Regions from separate parts of the Mus musculus genome. Here region 1 is linked to region 2. A link is a contact called in public Micro-C data. All regions are on one chromosome and are shown on one strand. The core of a region is the stretch at or near the end of the contact, and the rest is flanking DNA. Distances in the headings are between cores, read along the strand shown.

The links. A called contact is a pair of places that touch in the nucleus more often than the background predicts.
Region 1: a Micro-C map of embryonic stem cells shows a contact between it and region 2, with 8 times the contacts expected there. The contact joins the promoter of Ror2 here to the promoter of Nfil3 in region 2. A contact is called at or near these places in 11 of 39 promoter capture datasets (the 3T3-L1 cell line, cranial neural crest, embryonic stem cells and 4 more), 3 of 484 Hi-C or Micro-C datasets (all in embryonic stem cells) and 1 of 115 datasets of contacts at active chromatin or transcription factors (pancreatic cancer cells).

Annotation. Positions count from the first base shown.
Region 1 is chr13:53,282,913-53,289,414 of GRCm38.p6, forward strand. It overlaps Ror2 (receptor tyrosine kinase-like orphan receptor 2), which reads right to left and starts at 3,212. Exons shown (of 9, transcript NM_013846.4): 1 at 2,869-3,212. The coding sequence starts at 2,965. It overlaps Gm33574 (a long non-coding RNA gene), which reads left to right and starts at 3,269. Exons shown (of 3, transcript XR_382385.4): 1 at 3,269-3,586; 2 at 5,545-5,731.
Region 2 is chr13:52,978,581-52,984,852 of GRCm38.p6, forward strand. Nfil3 (nuclear factor, interleukin 3, regulated) reads right to left here and starts at 2,459. Exons shown (of 2, transcript NM_017373.3): 1 at 2,281-2,459.

The DNA of each region.
Region 1 (6,502 bases), core at 1,962-4,461, 310 kb after region 2:
CCCACAACACACTCTAAAGAAGAGTTGAAATACCTCCAAGAAGGATTCACCTCCCTGACCAGTCAAAGAAGCCACTTCTAACTCCTGAGTATCCATCCCATTCTCTTTAGAAGATGCTTTAAAAAAGAAAAAAGAAAAAAGCCTGCATAAAGTGTAGCTTCTGCCAGGCTTGTAAGTTCCCCAGGCTATCTGTTTAAAGAGGCAACTAGTGAGAGACTCTCTGCAAGTCACACAAACACCAATTACAGCTACGTTCTGGGTAAACAATGGGAAGAATGTTTAACAACAAGAATAGAAAAGTCACTGGGTGCTGCTTCCAGCCTTTGCAGGGGATTGCCATCAAAACTGCTCCCAAAAATGCACGTTTTTTAAACCAGTGGTTTAGGTTTGGGTTTGGGTTTGCATGCAAAAATACCAAGCAGAAAGCTTATTGGCTTTCTCGCTATACCAGGTTAACTAAGCAAGAGCAGCCACAGGGAGAGCCCAGCTCAGAGGGAGGGTGCCAACCTAGCATGCTGGAGGCCTCAGGTTATGACTCTCCAGAAGAAAAACCACCTTCTGGGTTGTCTTGTTTTGTTTTAAATGGAACCTGGCTGGTCGGATCCCTTCCCTGATAATGTATGTCCCAAAGGAGTCCGTGAGGCTCGGATTTTCAGGGTGGCGCTCTTCATCACTGGATGCCAGGGCTCGACTTGAAATTGTTATGAAACACTGAAAGGTTTCGAATGTGTAGCTCTTCCCTGCTTGGTACTCAACCATAATAAGAAAAACATGTTTTACTGCACACACAAAATCTTTTCTGTTTCCACAAAGTCTTTTACACAAGATGATCTCATTTCTTTTCTTCTAAGAAGACTGTCATTGGGTATTGTGACCACCACTCAGGGATATGGGCCAGAGGCAATCTGGGCCCTGCAGAAATGAGAGGCAGGAGAAGGCAAAAGCCCCATCACTCCTGTCCTGCCTACCCCTGAGAACAGAGTCCCAAAGCAGGTATTCCTGTCCTTAGGGAATGGAGTCTTTCTATTAAAATATGGAATAAGAACATATATCCTTTTAAAATAATTTTTTCATGTTTTTACATCCCAAATCCTTTCAAGTATAGAACTCTCCAATTGCTGGGATTCACTCCTTAACAACAAAAAAGATCTCAAACACCCACGTGCCCTGTATAATTTCGTGTGTGTGTGTGTGTGTGTGTGTGTGTGTGTGTGTGTGTGTGTGTGTACACGAACAAGCATGCCTGTTATCTATCGACTAGACTAGCAAACAATCCAGAAACAAGAGAAACAAAGTCTTTCTAGAGATTACAGTTCCATTTCACTAGCAAAGATAAATTACCCCCACAGATGGGGGGGGGGGGGGCTGGTGGCTTTCTTCATCAGACGCGATTATCCTTCCTACCCAAGTGAAGGCAGTCCTCAAACTGATACATTCAAAATGCAAGTAGGCCTTTCTACTCTGGTTACAAAATTGACTTTAAGCAACCAAGGCTCCTGCCCCCTTACCATAGCGGATCCTGTGCCCCCACCCCAGCTACACCTCAAGACACCCCAAACCACAAGATTTGTAAGGGCCTGTGGCAAAGGCCAAAATCCCTATGGAGGCGACCAGTTTATAGCCCCTTAGTTTCAAAAGAATTTCTTGATGGTGGAGAAGGGGGAATTCTTGCGGGGCGGGCAGTTTGGTAATGACATTAATTTAAGATACAGGGCACTCTCATTCTGCAATCAGCGGTTCCTGCTTTCGGGGATAGGTGTATCAATGCAAATCAAGAGATCAGAAACGGTAAATACCATCAGCATCGGTTTAAACCCAAACGCCCTCCTGGAAGGTTGCTCAGCATTTCCTTCCTTCTTTGGACCCGACACAAGAAAGCGCCCCCGCACAGCAGGACTTGGAAAGATCCCCAAGTCCTGCTGCCTGACTCTGCCCCTTAACTCTCACCTGCTTGCGGGAACACTGGGGGGCTGGGGAACACTGAAGTCACTGTCCCAGTAGGGCGCGTCTCACGCAGCTCAGAAACTTAGGGCAAACCTCAAGAGTCCCTGACCCTCCTGGGCCCGGAGGCCGTGCCTACCTTCAGCCGAGCCAACAGGCCGCGGGGATTCGGGCCACAGACCTGACGGCCAGTAGGTGCTCTAGGGTTTGCACTGGGAGGATCATCGCCTCTTCCTCCTCCGGCCACCACAGTCATTTCTACCCAGGTATCCTCCAAAAACACGTCTGTGCTCCTTGACAGGGTCTCCTGAGCCCTGATCAAGCCCACACAGAATCCTCCAGAGGTGGAAGAAACGCTCGAGAAAACACTACGAGGACAGGGGGAAGGGCACTTCCCCTTCAGCCTCGCAAATCAAATCCCGGGGCCAAGCCCCCAGCTAAGCAGGACCCACCAAACACCACTTTGGCCACCAATTTCAACAAAAGGGAAGCCAAGACCTTCGATCGTGCGTTCCCCACTGCCCCGGGGAAAAAAAAGACTAACTCAGGACCGCATCTGCCCCGGAGGCAGACAAGGTTCAAGGGATGCATGTGGACTGGAACGGCGGTGACCTGGGAAGAAACGATGGAGTCCAGGTCTTGGGTCACACAGAGCACGTCTACCGGTGCACATCTCGACTGTGATGTACTTAAGAAAAGCTCCCGGCCGCTGCCCACCCCGGCCTCTGGAAACACTTAGTGGTCCCTAGAGCGCAGCTCATTGGAACCAGCCCCAGGCGACTGAGGGCACGGGCCCAAGCTGGCGCCGAGCGCGCGAAGCATGGCCTTGCCTGGCGCCCCTCGATCGAGAGCACCGGCGCCCGCGCGGCGGCCGAGAGAGTGGTGGAAGAGCGGGCAATGCTCGGAGGGCGCACGCAGGGTCCTTACCTGCCGTCCAGGGTGTCCAGAGCAGGAGCGCCGCAGCCGTCCAGACGGCCCGGGCGCACAGAGGCACACGGCTCGGCCGCACCCAGCCCCGAGCCATGCTGCGGGCCGTGGGTGCCCGGTCGCCTACCGCGCGCTCGGCCTTTGGGCTTCGGGCCGGGGCGCCTCAACCCCTCCCCGCCACGCGTCCGCTTCTTCCTTCCTCGCGCTTCGCAGGCTGGTCCCCTTCGAGGGCCACTCTGGTGTCCCTTTTTCCCTGCCCCGATGCACCGATTCACTGCAGAGACTCTGGGGCTCGGGCACGGGCGTCCCGCCGGCCGCCGGGAAGAGCACAGGGGGGGCGGAACGCGGGCGGGCGCGCAGGAGGCAGGGTCCCCAGCTCGCCCGCCCCGATGGGCAGAGAGGCCGGCGCCGGCGCCCTCTGCCGGAGTGACTCAAGGGCAGCGACCCGAGTGAGCGGGAAGGAGCCGGGTCCGCCCCTGCGTCCAGGGAGCCGCCTGCAGCACCCGCCCTCCCGCCAGCGCCTCCGGGACTTCTAGGCACAAAGGTGGAGCCTCCGGTTCATCTGCTCTTGCAGCAGTGTTGCCACCCACCATCAGAAGCCTGGAAACTTGGGGACCTGGACCACACAAATCATTAACTAGGCGTCCCTTGATGAAGCCCCACGAGGGGAATTCAGTTGTCAGTTCTTCGAAATCCTGGGCCCAAAGTGAGAGATGAGGTATGGTCTTCGAACACAGATTTTCCAGAATATAGCCGGCTGCGTCCCCATGGGCGTCCTGCCAAGCCCCTTGGGAGGATCAGGACCCTCCGGGAATCTAGCAAAAAGTCAGCACACGCCCCATTAATGAGGGTAGTAGGATGGGAGCCAACCAAGGCTATGACAACAGCCAGCACACATCAGGGAAGTGAAGGGTCCTGGGGCAGAGCTTGAGCGAGGGGTCCTGGAGTATCCCAAGAACACACTGGAGACCAGGGCGTCGACAATGTATGTGTTAACGTGTATTTTCCTAATGAATGTTATGTGCCTTTGCACGGTAGTATCTTTCCTTTGTTCACCAACAGCCTAAACTTCTTCTGGGAAATATCACTTCAAATATTTGAAAGGAGGAGGCTGGGAGTTTAATTCAAGGTCTTCTACATATTAGGCAAACAGTTTGATCTACATCCCCAGCCTTTGTTGTTGCTGCTTTGAGATGTGCTCATTTTTATTTTACATGCATGTGTGAGTACCTGCGTGCATGGCTGTGACCTAGATGTGTGCAGTGACAGAGGAGGTCAGAAGAGGGCTTTACATCCCCTTAAGCTAAGGTTGCAGATGATTGTGAGCTTCGTTGGGAGTGCTGGGGACTGAACCAGGGTCCTCTGCAAGAGCAGTCGGTGCTCTTAACTGCTGAGCCAGCTGTCTCTCCAGCCCCGGCAGCATCACTCCTCTTTGACAGGGTGTTGCCAAGGACCAAGGTTGGTCTTATTTGGTTCAGTTGTTTTCATTGTTGTTGATGTTGTTTTTAAACAGAGGTACATGAATCCTAGACTAACTTCAAAGTTGTTATGTAGCCAAAGATAACCTCGAGTGTACCCTGCCTTTGCCTCCTGAGCGCTTGGATTGCAGGCATGTGCAGATGGTGCTGGAGACTGAGCCCAGAACCTCTCGAATGTTAGGCAAGCACTCACCCACGAAGGCATAGCTCCAGCCCCACATTTGGTTTTAATTGGGTTGCCTGTAGTCTTGGTTTTTTTATGACTTTAAGAGTTATTTGTAGCTAGTCACGGTGGCATGTGTCTTTGATGAACTTGGGAGGCAGAGGCAGGCAGAGCTCTGTGAGTCTGAGACCAGCCTGGGCTGCAGAATCAGCTCCAGGATATCCAGACCTACATAATGAGACAGACTCCAAAAAAAAAAGACAAAAATTTAAAAAGGGGGGGAGGGGAGAAAAAAAGAGAGAAAAAAAGAATTCTTAGTAACTTTTTAATACCAGGTAAAGATGGCACTGTTTTTGTCATTGTCAATCCACAACCCCACAGGGCTTCAGGTAGAGTAGCAGGACTCCCACCACAGACACATGCCCCAGTAGTCATGTTATCTGTTGCTATAGTTTGGAAACCTTCCCCTGTGCTGCAGGAGTGCACCCATATGAAGCCCAGACAGGTTACTGCCAAAGACCAAATTCACAAATAATTCCACCCAAGCCACTTATTGAGGGTTTCATTGCCATGAAACCAAGACCAGGGCAACTTTTATAAAGGAAACATTTAGTTCACGCTGACTTACAGGTTCAAGGGTTTCATCCATTATCGTAAACACCACAGCCTGCAGGCGGGCATGGTGCTGGAGCTGAGGATTCTACATCCGGATCCACAGGCAGCAGCAGGAGACTGTGTGCCACACCGGGCGAAGCTTGAGCATAGGAGACCTTAAAGCCTGCTCCCACAGTGACACGCTTCCCTCCACAAGGCCACACCTCCTACTAATACCACTCACTGTGGGCCATGCAATCAAACACATGAGTTTGTGGGGGCCATTCCTATTCAAACCACCACACCTAGCGTACTGAACCAATGTTATTTACAGAGTTGGGGTGTGTGTGAGGATGGGTGTGTGTGTGTGTGATACAATGGCAGCTGTATCTCTGAAAGTTCAACCAAAAGTGGAACTCTGGAATTCTTTATACTCTGCAGGCAGTTCCTCCGAAGAGCCTCCTCCTCCTTCACCACCACCAACGAACGATTAACTGTCTCACCTTTTGGAGGAGCCTAGTCATGATTGTAGATTTCAGGAGCTTCCTGAGGCTCATGAGGCTTAGGAGTCTCTCTCTTCCCTCCAGGAGAGAAATTTGGAGTAAAGAACTACAGAACCCCGCGGAAGGTAGGCTGCACCCACACCTGTCCATCTGCCTTACAAGCTGTCTGTCTCAGGTATTTTGCCACAGTGATGGAAAGCTAGCCCACCTGTGTTCTGCAGCCCTCTTGATTTAGGTCCATTTTCCCTCTGGAGCTGAAGAAACTTAAGGATATACTTACTGGTGTAGCTCCAGTCATAGTGGAGACAATACAGCAGTGTGCATACATGTTTCTGGAAAAAGAAAGGGGCAGCAAGGTGGCTCAGCAGCTGAAGGTGCTTGCCACCAAGCTTGACAAACTGAGTCTGATCGTTGGGACACACATAGTAGAAGGAGAGACCCAGGCCCCACACATGTCCTCTGACATGTGCCTTGAATATGCACACCTCCACATATACACACACACATGATAACCGAACACGTGTAAAAGGGGGACAGGGGCAAGAGGCCAGTTTAGAACAAACATAATAAATTCGTTCATTTACCACTCCAATGCCTTTCTAATTTGAAATGTTTTATAAGGCACAACCAGTGGCTTTTCTATTTCCAACCTACAGGGCCACATGAACCTCTCCTGAAGTCACAGTCCACTCAGAACACGTGCTTTCATAAAGTACCTCTAGCTATTTACCTCTATGTACAAGTACTTAAGTTCTTTGGCCTTATGTCTCCACAAATTCAGATCCAGGAATGATGAACCAAAGACCCAGTTTTTTTGTTTGTTTTTTTGTTTGCTTTTATTATTTATATGTAAGTACACTGTAGCTGTCTTCAGACACACCAGTAGAGGGTGTCAG
Region 2 (6,272 bases), core at 1,209-3,708:
CGCCCCCCGCCGGGTGGGCGGCGCAGCGGGGCCTCGGCGCCGCGAGGACCCCCGCGCCAGAACAAAGGAATGCGGGAGGGGCCGGGGAGCCGCGCGGGCCACCGCGAGGCGCGTCCAGTTGCTGCCCAAGGGGAGCGTCTTGGGTCGAGGTCTCTGCCTGCCACTGCCAGGCGCGTGCCCGGTCTCCCGGACCAGCGAGGGGCGCAAGGACGCATGATGAAAGGTGGCGCTGCAAAGTCCCCCCAGGCCCCCCGCCTCTGAAGGCTTGGGTCTCCCAGCCCAGCACGCAAAGTGGGTCAGGGTCTGCTGCTGGGGGGCCTACTGCAACTGCAGCGTCTTGGAAAACGGCTAAAATAGGGATAATATGTTCCAGGAGTCATCATCTAGAATGTCTCCGCCCCCTAAAATAATATTGTAGTTCAATTATGTAAATGGTACGCTAAGAAAACTATATCTCACAGACACTATTAAATACGTATATTCACACATCATTACACTAAGTAAGAATCCGGGAAGAAATTTAATATCCGGATACTTACCATATTATTCTATCTCCAAGAATAAAACTAGGTTATACAAGGCAAAAATACAATCTACTAACCTATATATACTTCCCATAACTCATATCTGATCTGGGGGAAATTATGATGTGAAATAAATACTTTTGACCTCATTAGCCGTTGTTATTTACAAAAGCCAGAAAAGAAGGTGTCACTTGGCCATTCCCTGTTGCCCTCTGAACGCAGCAGTTCCTCCAAAGTGTCCTTTAAAATGATAAATGGGGCCCCCGCGTTCACCAGCAGTCTCTGGGTGCTGCGAAATGCCTTCCTAAAAATACAGTCTTATCAGAGGTCTTGGAAGGCGTGGAGTTAAAACTACAGCAAATGGCCTTGAGCTCGTATTTGCACACAGCCCTGGAGAAACCAGAAATAGCACTGAGGCCAGGATTGTTAAAATGTGATAGGGCTATATTTAGAAAGACGTACATTTCTTTTAGGGTAAAAGACACACATTTGGCAAGCATGAGCTATGTCAAGGCTTAGTCGGTCGTCACTTTCCGGCTTAAAATATCCTTTAAAAGAACCAACAAAACCCCTGTTGATGGTGACATTCTTCAACGCTGAGATTGCCCTACTTTCTTTGTGGCAAGATTATAAAATCACGTAATTAGCTCCCTTTCTATGCTCAACAGCCAGCAAATTCGGCAGTTACATAACCTCACATTTCCAGGAATCTAGTAATGATTTGTCTTGTGGTGTCTTAAAAAAAAAAAAAAAAAAGCCAATGACGATAAGGTGAGAAAAAAAAAAAAGAAAGAAAGAAAAAGAAAGGCTGATGAAACGCATCGCATTCCAGTTGGGAAAAGTGGGGAGGCAAACGTCACAATGGCTCGTCCGGGTTTTAAAAATAACACCTCGGAACATTTAAGGAGCCCCCCCTCCCCCGCGCGCATTAGTGTCCAAGACTAGGATTTCTTCTTTCTTAATAATGAACTCCATAGAATCGTTTTTTAAAATATGCGTATTTGGGACGATACAGAGGTACCAATAAGGATCTAATAGCCAACGCTGCGCTAAAATGACCAAATCATTGCACACAAATCACACGCGCACATTCTCACATCAGTTCGTCCTCGGTGCCCACGTTTCATCGCTGGCCCATTATGCAATGTAAGAAAGGACACATCCCTCCACCTTCCCGAGGGCTCGTAAAACACGGTGACGACAAACGGGTTGGAAAACGTCGGTGCCGACACAGCGCCTGACACAAACAAACGCCGCGCAGGCATCTCCGATTGCCGTCACCGTTGGTACTCCCAATCCTCCTAAGCAAATCAAGACTCAACCCTCCCCTTAGCTGGCCCGGATTGGGGACTAGCGCGGAGAGACCCCGGAGAGCAGGGCAAGTCGTCTGGCTGCTAAAAGGATCGGCCTCCACTCCGCCTCCACGGCGCGCTCTTCGCCACCGAAACATCAATTTTCCTGAAATCCGGAGACATTATGCAATAGCGGGGAGGAGGAGGGAGCGCGCGGCAGCCCGGGCTACGTGCGGGCGCCAGGGCGCTGCAATCAAAGCAGCTACCTTAAGGTGGCGAGTCCCCCCTCCTGCCAAGGCAGCAAAAGTTTATGTAATGCATGCCCCGCGCACACTCGCCGCCTCCCGCCAGCCCTGCGCCGCGCCCGCACGCATCCCGCGCCCTACGCCCGCCGGCCGCGCGCTCCAAGAGCGGGCACGGAGCAGAGCAGGGCCCCCGGGGCCGCCGGTGGGCGGAGCGCTTACCGTGGTTCTGCTCCCTGGTCCGTGAGGGGGAAAAGAAAGGGCGGCTGTAACCGGGCTGGCGGCGCCGGGGCGCGATTCAAGCTCCGCCGGGCCCTCAGCGGGCGGTGGCGAGGGCGCGGCGCGGGAGACGAGCGGGCGCGCCGGGTCCGCGGGCGCCGTGGCCGCGCCGAGAGATGTGTGTTAGTAGGTCAGTTCCGAGCGCCGCGCTACGTCGCCGCCCGCCAGCCCCGCCGTGACGGGCGGCGGCCGCCCCAATCGCCGCGCCCGCGCCCGCCCCCGGCCCGCCGCCACTGGCCGCGCCGACAGGGGCGGGCTCCCCACCGCCCCGCCCCGCCCCGCCCCGTCCTCTCCGCCGCGGCGCCACTGGCAGTCCGCGTCCTTCTCTGGCCGCGGCCGCAGCTGCTACCCGCTGTCCGTGGGGACCCAGGCCGAGCGCTATGTTGCGCAACGGGACGCACCGCGGAGCAACCCGAGGCACGCCTAAGAGGAGCCCAGGACCCTTTTGCCCATTGCCGGCCGCGCCCTCCGGGTCGCTGCGCTCGCTCCGTGGTGCCAGCACCTTTTTTTGTTTGTTTGTTTCCCGGAGAGCCACAGAGGGCCGGGCTACCTGTTGCCAATAGAACCCCGGGTGAGGGCTATGGGGACACGGGCGTGGCGGGGACCTTGGCCTCCTTGTGCCCACGGTCCCCTCTGAGACCGGGAAAGGGGCGCGGCAGCCGGGCTACTGAAATGTCCCGCTCCTCTCCCGGGCAGCGCCGCAACGGTAACACAAACAGCGCTCCCGACACAATTAGGGCGAAGACGACCCCTACAAAGTTGTTGCGTAACACGGTTGGGAAACCAAGCTAGACCCGGTTGGTCTGTGTCCCCGACCACGTGGAGAGGTGGCGGCTGTCTCCGAGGACCTGAGAGTCCGCGGCCTCGGTGTCCCCGGCTGGGAAACCTACCCGCTTTCGGTGCTCGGGCTAGAGCAAGCCACGGAGGGCATTCCCCAAGCATCTTGAACTGGTAGTTCTCCTCTCCTTTCGGTTCTCAGTGAACACGCCAGCCAGCCCCCACCCCACCCCCCTTTCCCCAATTCCTGGGATGTACAAAAGACATAAGGAAATGGGAGACAGAGCATCTGGTGGCATGTTCTTAAGTCAGTCATCGGGTTGGCTATTGTAAAGGAACGTGGCAAACACTCCCCGCGTTTACAGACACGTAAGATTATAGCCGGCCTTGGCAAAGGGAGCCATATTCCTGACAGTGACGCACGCGCTTGCCCAAATACGGAATGTGGCAGGTGGCAAGGTCCTTGAGCTCGGACTGTGGGACCTGGGCTCGAATGATTCCCTCACTCAACCCCCTCCTTTCTCATTTTTCAAAGAAAGCAAACCCCAAAATAAAGAGTGAGTGTGCGGGACCCCCACCCGGAACATCTCACCAAGTGGATCTCTTTCCATTTACTCAAGACACACAGTAGTAACTCCACAAATAATCTCCGAGGCACATCCAGTGGTGATTTAAATGCCATTCACCGTTGGACTTTTGGACGCCTTCACAGGGCAATAATGATGGAGTCTAGCTGGTAAAATACCCCTTAACCAATAAAGCCCCCATAGCACAGATACGCAATAGAGGATAAATCTCCTTTCACGGGTGCTGATCAGTTCAGGGAACACCCCCTCCCCCCTTTACACTTTGTTTGTTTGGATTTTTTTTTGTTTTTTGTTTTGTTTTTTTCCGAAGAACTAACTACCTTGATGTAAACGAATCTTGATTTGGTTAATCGGTTCCACTTTTCTCGAATTTACTGATGTCATAGGATCCCTAAGTAGGTAGAATCGGGGAATAGCGTTTTCACAAAAAAAAAAAAAAAAAAAAAAAAAAAAAAAAAAAAAAAATTGAACTTGCCTGACTCACCCAAGGCTGACAGCGGAAGAACGGACTGCTGTGACCCACGAAGCTGTTCTTTATACTGAATTTTGAAATCTGATGCCTGTCTTCATTCCCGGGGGCAGTTTACATTGCGCCTCCACCACATTTATGCTTCCGTCATTGTCATCTAACTTGGAAATCAGAGGAAGTGTGAAAGATGTCTCTGATATCAACTTGGAAAACAACTCATTCGCGCCCCCTGGTGCTTAAAAACAGCTCAACAAGGTGATGGAGGCTCGGTCTCCAGGACCCGGGTGATGATGCGTCCGGTGTTACACCCTGGGGGTCCACCTAGTGGGCAAGTGCTTGCAATTAATTGAACTAGAAGAAAATTGAAACATAACCCTGGGGTGGGAGAATTTCCCCCAAGTCTCCAGTGTGCTGATTACTGAACAGGCTGTAAGTAGGGTCTCCCGAATAGGGAGATGGTGGAGGACTTTAATTGAAGTATGACTTTCAAACGAGTTTTTTGCGGAAGTGCTGGGGCTTGAACCCTGGACTGCTACGTGCTAAGCAAGTGCTTTATCGGTATCCTACCTTCGCAACCAAACTCAAAACGTTCTTACTCTAAGTGGCTGGTTTGTTTCAGAGCGGGAATTGGGTTTGGATGCAGGAGCCAAAGAGAGATGATCTAGACCAGAAAGCATTTAAGAATCGCTTTGTGTTTATACACTGCTGTAGCACACTTTGAGCAGCCAATATAAGAGGTGTAAGCTGAGAGCAGGTGGAGGATGTGGCTCTCTCTGAGAAAAATTTCAGGGCGTGTCCAGCTGGAGGGTCGAGAGTACGCTGATGTACGCAACCCGAGGGTTTTTTCTTTCACAGCGCCCGGCATCGAACTCAGGTCTAAGCCTGGTTACACGACTTCAGCCCAGTGTCCAGAAGCTCTTGGCTTGGGCCTTGATACATACACCTAGTATTTTATGGGGGTTCAGGAGGTGAGCCACCCTTGGACTCTGTCACGAAGAGAAAATGCCTTCACTGTTACAATACCAGATCAGGGGGACTGTGGCTCCAAGTTTTCAAAAGGTGACATTAAAAATACCTCGTGTGTGTGTTATGTATGTATATGAGTGTGAGAAATATCCTGCTTTTCGATGTTGGCAAGGAATTAATTTTCTTTAAAAGTGATGGCTTAGTGGAGAAAGGCACTTGCCACCAAGCCTGACACCTGAGTTTGAGCTCTGGTGGAAGGGGGTAACTGAGACATTAAAGCTGTCCCCATAACCTCCGTATGTGCACTATGGTGTAGGTTTGAGTGGACGCACACATACAACACATCATAAATAAAAGATAAATAAATGTAATGTATTTTAAAATAAATAAAACACTTTACTAATTGTAGCTCAGTTGGTAAAGTGCTTGCCTAGCATGCGCAGACGCCTGGGTCCAATTCCCAGAAGGAGATGAAACAGACTTGGTAGTACACGTCTGTCATCCGAGCACCCAGGAGGTGCAGGCAGCAGGATCAGACATTCAGTCATTTTCAGTTGTAACATCAGCCTCTGCCATGTGAGACTGTTTATGACTGATTGACTGGATAAATGGCTGAATGCATGAATGAATGAATGAATGAATGGTCAAATGACTGGCTGAAAGAATGAATGAATTGGTCTAGGACTTATCTGGATGGAATCTAGAGATGGAAAAATGAAGTCCTGTGGATATGGCTGGAAGGACAGTCACAGGCTAATGACAAGCCAAGCCTACAGCTCTCACTCTCTCTGCTCTGTATACCAGATGTCTGAATTTCTCTGTGGAAATGTTTCATTCGCTATGCACCCTTTGATGACCCCACCCCTTATTTGGTGGCCATGGCCAATGGGAGCACTCACTACCTACCACTGTACTGTGCTTATTGACCATCTAGTACCTCTTATTTGTCTTTAATTTTTAAAAGATTTATTTATTTTTATTTTATGCATGAGTGCATATTATTGTCTGCATGTATGTTCATGCACCACATGTGTGCCTGGTGCCTACAGAAGCCATAAGAGGACATTCAATCCCCTGGGACTGGAGTTACAGCTGCTTGTGAGCTGCCATGTGGGTCTGATAATTAAAACCCAGGT